Regions from separate parts of the Mus musculus genome. Here region 1 is linked to region 2. A link is a contact called in public Hi-C data. All regions are on one chromosome and are shown on one strand. Each heading gives the region's core, a stretch centred on a gene start, on an enhancer-like site or on the middle of the called end of the contact. The rest is flanking DNA. Distances are from core to core; before and after follow the strand shown. Region 1 has its middle 17 kb from the start of 2310001H17Rik. Region 2 holds the start of BC035044 (cDNA sequence BC035044).

The links. Hi-C and Micro-C count contacts between places; a contact is called where the count stands out from the background.
Region 1: a Hi-C map of bone marrow-derived macrophages shows a contact between it and region 2, with 18 read pairs. The contact joins the enhancer-like site here to the promoter of BC035044 in region 2. A contact is called at or near these places in 13 of 39 promoter capture datasets (3T3-L1-derived adipocytes, the C10 cell line, the HPC-7 cell line and 10 more), 2 of 15 datasets of contacts at CTCF or cohesin (the NIH/3T3 cell line and large pre-B cells), 12 of 484 Hi-C or Micro-C datasets (B cells, CD4 T cells, DN3 thymocytes and 6 more), 15 of 115 datasets of contacts at active chromatin or transcription factors (the 230-238 cell line, DN3 thymocytes, the HPC-7 cell line and 10 more) and 4 of 9 other capture datasets (adipose tissue, liver, macrophages and 1 more).

Annotation. Positions count from the first base shown.
Region 1 is chr6:129,253,699-129,257,245 of GRCm38.p6, forward strand. No RefSeq gene overlaps it. Among named protein-coding and RNA genes, the nearest start is that of 2310001H17Rik, 17 kb to the left of the region's middle. Within about 2 kb of position 1,458, at least 16 of the 459 cell types and tissues checked have an H3K27ac peak or open chromatin away from gene starts, as enhancers often do. A contact at or near this core is called in bone marrow-derived macrophages, where this site is marked.
Region 2 is chr6:128,889,558-128,893,308 of GRCm38.p6, forward strand. BC035044 (cDNA sequence BC035044) reads right to left here and starts at 1,567. Exons shown (of 3, transcript NM_001254946.1): 1 at 1,260-1,567. The coding sequence starts at 1,410. Clec2i (C-type lectin domain family 2, member i) reads left to right here. Exons shown (of 6, transcript NM_020257.2): 2 at 3,271-3,341.

The DNA.
Region 1 (3,547 bases), core at 208-2,707, 360 kb after region 2:
AAATGGATTGTGTAAGTAGTTCAAGAACAGTGTGTGTGTGTGTGTGTGTGTGTGTGTGTGTGTGTGTGTGTGTGTGTGTGTGAGAGAGAGAGAGAGAGAGAGAGAGAGAGAGAGAGAGAGAGAGAGAGAAATTGAAACTGGTATCTTCCTCAGTCACTCAAATGAGCACATTGTTTTCCAAGGATCTGCCACTGAAGCTGGGGCTCACACACTTGTCTCGATTGCCTTACTAGCAAGCCTTTACCACCCTATTATTAAAATTAAGCAAAGACATCTTGGGAAAAGAAAATTATGAGTAACTATTTCTGATAAACATAGGCATATAAACCCTCTGTAGAATAGCTGTAAGGCAAATTCAATAATATACTAAAATGATTTTTGTATCATTTTTTTTCTTCAGAGGCAGAGACTGGCTGCACCCCTGCTTGGACTGACACTTGGTCAGCGTTCTGTGTCTTTTCTGTCTGGACCTACATTGTAGTTCCTTCTCTGTCCTTGTAGAACCACATTTGAGCAAGAATTTGGTAAATCGGCACAGTAAAAATCTCCGCTTGAGCTATTCTTCACCGTTAGGAATAATCCTTGAAAATCAGATCAGCCAGATATCCTTTCTCCCTTTGATTTCTGTTCACAGATCCTCACTCACTCCTTGGTCATACGTCTCCACCTGTTCTTGTGCACTCTCTGTCTTGTAAGATCTTGTATCTTTCACAATGGCTTCTCTTTATAAAGTCTGTTTTATCATCCCCGGTGATATTTGGAAAGCCTTGCCACAGTTCCCAGTTTCTTTCATCACAGCTTGTCTAGCTGAAGGGACTTTGACACTTCCTTACTCCCACTCCTTGCTTCCAGTTTTAGTGGCACACACCCCCCTTTTATTTCTAAGTCCTGGAGATGGGTTGGCTCATGCTGGACCTTTCTACACAGTTGCTTCCACTGCGTCCAAATTTAAAATAGAGAAAAAAGTAGATTATTTGAGTCAGAGATGCAGGCAATGGTAAGTGCTTTCCTAGCGTGAATGAGGTCCCAGGTTCAGTAATCATCACAGTATAAACAAAAACCCGCCAAGCAAAACCATCTCTGGCTTGTTTTGAGACATATTCTTTCTATGTAGCTCTGGGTGTTCTGGAACTTACTATGCATATCAGGCTTGCCTTGAGCTCAAAGATATTCTCCTGCCTCTGCCTCTCAAGTTTTGGGATTAAAGGAGTGCACCAGCACACTTGGAACAAACAAACAACAACGCTTTAAAATTCCCTTTGTTGCCTAAGCTTCTTATCTGATGCTAAGTTGTCCAGAGTTGACAGAAGTTGCTCTCAGTATCTCAGAAACCCTAAAGATAACATGAGAAACTAAAAGTCATTTTGCACTTACAGTCTCCCCCCTCCCCGCCCCCTTTTATGGACATGCAATCATTTAGAGTGACACATAAAGGAAATAATTGAAACCGTTGTTTCATAGCGCCATCTGCTGGAAAATTAGTGCACTACTTAGTTTTTATTACAGGACACACATCAGCAGAGAGTTTAGAACCCAGTCCCTAGAAATTTCTGCAAAGTCTCCAGGAAGCTAGGCACAGACATGAAACTATTGCAAGTTGTATTGTAGAAGAGGAGGAATTGTGACCCTTTGGGCTTTCTCTCTCTTGGTCACCTGTACCTGCCCATCACTTCTGTCTCTCAGAAGGAATGTCTTTCTCAGGACAGTCTGGCCCCTGCACCAAGAGTGTCTAGTCTTGCAATTATCTTTGCAGTACCCAACCCCACCTTAGACCTTGTTCATTTTCTGTCACAATCGGATTTTACATAGCTATGGGAGTACAGACATCTTCCAGGGAGATAGTTTTTCTCTACTGTAGCAGTATACTTGGAAAGATGCTGGTTCTCTCCCCAGCCCCCCCCAACACCCCGCCACACCCCACCCCCAGTGTTTCCACTTTCCTGTCTATGTTAGGTTTTTATAAAGTCCTTAGGAGGTTGTTGTTCCTACCAAGATTGAAACTGCTCAAGGGCTGGAGAGATGACTCAGTGGTTAAGAGCACTGACAGCTCTTCCAGAGGTCCTGAGTTCAATTCCCAGCAACCACATGGTGGCTCACAACCACCTGTAATGGGATCCGAAGGGGTTTATTGAACTCTGGCCAAACTTAACATGGCCACCAAGAGAGTCAAACATTGCATTGTTCCACTCACCAGAGTAACAGCTCCTGGCAACAAGCAATGGAGTTTGGGCTCTGACGTCTCTCTGAAAACCTGTCTACTACGATTCCTAACCCCAGGTTACAGCGGCTCACTATGCGTGCTCAGAATCCTGTTATGCTCAGAATGTACACCGGGAACAGACTTACTCGGCAACTGGCTGAACCCCTGACTTGACTTCTGATCCCTGAAGTGATCAAAACTGATTTAAAAAAGTACTCAGTTAAGGAGGGGAATGGCTTATGTAGGAGAGAACGAAGGGGCAGCCTTATTCAAGGCTTTATGGCCAATCTGCCGCCCTCTGGCTCATCTTTGAAAGGCCTCAGGTTCTCAGTTCAGCAGCTTCTACTTCCCCCTTGTGGCTGAAGATACATCCTACTTCGATTGAGAGAGCATCATTCATTTTTTCTGTTAGAAATCACATTGGCTGGGCTTGGGATATCATTGAAGAGTAGAGTGCTTACCCAGCATGCCCGCGGCCCTACATTTAATCCTTAGTACCCTACCCCAACACAATTGATCTTTCATGAACTGAAGCCAACTAAAATCAAAAATAAAAATCACCAAATGCTTCAGGAAACAAGCCAAAATATCAACATGTTGATAGGAAATAAAAAGAGCAGTCTTGATCACATAGGATTTTAACAATTTAAATAATTACGTGTATTATAACTAGAGATTTATAATAGATTTTAAGGAATAAAAGAAATAACTGTTCATTTGGTGAGAGACCATCAAAAGTTAACCAGAAAATTTGAAAACTATAATCATAATCACTGAATTCAGAAACTCACCAGGCATAGTGGCACATACCTGCAGTTCTTGAGTTCAGGAGGCTGAGAGAAGAGGATTTTAAGTTTGAGGCCAAGCTTAGAAAAAAATAATTATATGATAATAATAACACTCACACAATTATATAGTCCTGGGCTACATAGTAAGAACCCGCCTCAATGAAACAAAGCAGACGGAACAAACCCTTAATGGACAAATTAGCAGAGTAGACAAAGGAAAATAGATCAGTCATAAACTGGAAAATGTATCTGAAATGTTGCCAACAAACCAGCACGTGATCAATGGTCATAAGAGCAGCGTGAGAGGTTGAAGGAAACCCAGAGAGAAAAGTCTCGGTGCGCATCTGACCTGAACACCAGAGGAAAACAGAAAAAAAGAGAAAGCATCAGAATGATGGCTCGGCAGATCTATCAGCTATCACTTCACACACCGTAAGCCTATCTTATCAACACTGATTACATCTGTAGCTGGTATACTTTCCTAATGGATTTACTCGAGGACTTTAGGGAAAGGGGTCTACTTATCTAAACAGCAGAAGAAGGCTTGGACAATTTGATG
Region 2 (3,751 bases), core at 317-2,816:
GTCTCAGGGCACAAGGTGGAAGTCCTGCCCAGGCTATGGCAGGGAAGGTGTTTTTATAGATTGTTGGTGAAGGAAAATGACCTGTCTGCCACAAGCTGGGCTTGAGTCCCAGCGTGGTCACCTAGGCTGGGGACAAGGTTGCTACAGCTACCATGAATGTGGAACTGGGCTTTGGGTGCCAGGGCTGGGGTGGTGGGAGGTGTGGGGTATGGGCCAAGTCGGAGGCTCCAACCAAACAGACATCAGCATCTATCAGTGGATGAGTGTGGAAAACCTGTGATACATACTCCCATATATACTGGAATACTATGTACTAGTAAGATAGGATGTCTTTTGTGACAACATGGCTGGACCTGGGTGACATGCTGAGACAAATTAGTCAGGCACTGAAAGGCCAACATTGTTCATCAGTTGTAGAGGGGTTTGTTAGCTAAAAGCAGACAGGAGTTTACACTCTTTTCTTCGATTTGGAAAGATTTTTGAAATCACAGTGCAGAACCTGAAATCACAATGAAACCAAACCACTCCTTTACAATCTGAAGGGGTTTAGAAATCTCCCAAGACTTCCTTTCTATAGGGAGTGTGAGGAGGGCTGAGGAGGGCTCCCAGCAGCACATGGCTGAGAGGTGCTGGGGCTGGAAATGAGCACAGGCGAATTTATTATGCTATCATTTTATATTCTGTAGAACTAGAAAGAATTAAGGCTGGGAGTTCTGTGTGGATCCAAAATGCAAAAGCTCAGTGCTTAAAGCCTTCTTTCTAATCCTAAGGCTCCTTTCCCTCCTTGTTAATGTAATAGAAGCTTTCTGGTATTTTAGGTGTGCGAAAATGCACAAAATGCAAGGATTAAAGTCAGTGAAAACTCTGTAAAAACTATAATTAGCACTCAATAAAATTAATTCATTTGGTATACATTTCTGTGAATTTTGAAAACATATAATCAGGTGTTCTTCATTAAGATACATAGGGGCTGGAGACTTGGCTCAACCACTGAGAGCATTTATTGCTCTTGCTAAGGACTGAGGTTTCACTCCCAGCACACATATGGTGGCTCAACACCCACCCCTAATTCCAATTCCAGGGATCCAATATATTTTCTAAATTCCTCTAACAGTAATCATGCATGTAGTACACTACATACATACATACATACATTACATTCACACATTCTTACATTTAGCTGACAAAGCACTCTTAAATGTAAAATAAATAAGACTAAAACAGTCATTTTAAAAATATATACAGACCCCCTACCCTACCTGTTTCCCCGTTGTCTGCTGCAGACACTCTCACCACTCCTCCGCCACAGCCATGAGTAGTCACCTTTCCAGATGACTTAAAATGGGTCCATGAAGCAGAGAAGTCCCACAAGAGTTCTTTCAGCTTGTCACAGCAATGCCTTCTGCTCATCACTCACAGTGCAGTGCTAATCAGTAGTGTGTCAGAAACATGCACTGCTGGTGAGATGCTGAGGGATCATACCCATAGCATCGCCTACACAGAATCATGCTCTGAGTTCAGAAATTTTTAAGAATCTCACCAGCAAATACTATGCAAAGAGGTTGTGAAAAGCTGTCAGGAAACTTCTAGAGAAGTGATAGGAGGAAGTGAATAGTGGCAGTTGGGGGTCTCTTCACAAAGGAAACTGGGACTTCCTGTAGCTCTCTGACCTTTGCATGAGCTTACTTTCGGGTTAGTTTAGGGACACTTTGGGGAAGAAGCCCTTGGGACATTTGGCCTGTTAAAGTGGCATGAGATAAGGCAAGCACAGGCATGTGTTCCAAGTTGTTTCTTGTGTTGAGAGGTTTACCTTGTCATCAGCTTGGGGATATTTTAATGGTCACAAATGTGTCATTTTCACAGGGATCCTTAAAGCTGCTGCAAATATTCACATAAAGATGTCTTGCAACTTGAATTCCTTTCCAGCATGGGAATATGTGGGTAGGATGGGAGCATATCACATTTTACACTTACAAACAGCTTTGTAGAAGCTGTAAAATTTAGCCTTAAGAAGTTGTTAGTTCTACCTCAACATGGACATCCACATCAATGTATAACCATCCTGTTATGCAGACAGTGATTTTGCTCTTAAATCGAAGATGATTTTGCCCAAGACAAGTTCACAAACATTCCCTTACTTTTCTAAAAATCAAATGACTTTATGATATTAAGTTTTGTGCTTGGATCTCTATGTCTACAAATGGACTGTAGAAATTTATGCCTATTTATTTATTTATTTATTTTTTTAGGAGACAGATAGAAGGTTGTTTCAGTAGCACACACGGGAGTGATGCCATCTTTTCCCTGTCTAAAGACTGTTCATCTCTGTTAAGTGTCTCTTGACCACCCACATGTGTTTGACCTCATTGTGGAGTCCTGTTTTCTGCTGTGTTGTTTCAGTGTCTACTCTGATGCTAGCACCAGGCTTTCATTCCTGTTCCCATGAGAACATGAGACATCAGGTCAGGCCTTGTGATCTTTCTGATTTTGACCTCTTCATTCTCAGAATAATTTTTGACTATTAATTTTTGACTCTTTTTAATTTTCATATTACTTCTCATACAACTTGGTGCTATGATTTTTTTTTTTCTGAAGGCAACTACATCTCTGGAATATGTTACACATATATGTGTGTTCAGAAATTGTTGACATGAGCAATATGGAGTGTTCTAGTTCATTATGTGTTTAGCGCTGCCTTGATTTCTTTCTTTATTTCAAAAATGTAACATGTACGAGTGCTTCGCCTGCATAGATATCTATGGATTGTGTGCATTCCTAGTGCCCACCAAGGTTAGGAAAGTTCTCAGACTTCCTGAATATGGATTTACAGAGGCTTGTGAGCTCTTATATTGGTTCTAGATTTAACCCAGGTCCTCTGAAAGATCAACAAATGTTCGAAACCACTGAGCCAACTTTCCTTTTTATTTCTTTATATATTTACATGTAGTTTTTGTTATGCTGACTATGAACATCCTATTTTTAGATTTGTAATTTTATGTTTTTTTGGCATTACTGTCTAAGATATTAATTTCCACTTGACAGGACAATACAACTGATTTTACCATGCTGTCACCCTGTCCTGCAGTTTTATAAACTCATTTTTTTTTTTTTTTTTTACATCCAACGGTCTTTTGTAGATTTGTTTGGATTTTTATGTAGATAGAACCCTGTCATCTGTGAAAAGAAACACTTTCACCTGTTTCTGAGAAGCATAAACCTCCTTTCGTTCTTTAAGAGACTCATTTTATGTATGTGGCTGTTTGCCTGCAGGTTTGTACATAACATGAATGCCCAGTGTGTACAGAAGCCAGAAGAGGGCAATGGACCCCTTGGAACTGGAGGTGTGCAATGTTGTAAGCTACCTTCAATTCAAGTCCTCTGGAAGAGCTGAAAGAGATCTTAACAGCTGAGCCATTCTCCAGACACCTGACCCTATTTCTTTGTCCTGGCGAGCACCTCCTGGGAAAAGTCTACCTGGAGTAATGAGCAGACATCTGACTCTTGCTCCTGATTGCTGGGAACACATTCATAATGGCACCATTGAGAGTGCAGCTGACTGAAGTTGGACTTACTGCTTTGTTTTTAATGGATGAATTTTGTAGGGTTGAAGAAGTTCCTTTCACTTCCATTTTCCACATATTTTTGTTGTTTATTGAGATATTTCTAATTTTTCCTCTTTTCTTATTTTGTAATACATCTAATTACATCAATTTATTTTCTAGTGTTTCTACAACTCCTTCTAGCCAGGGCG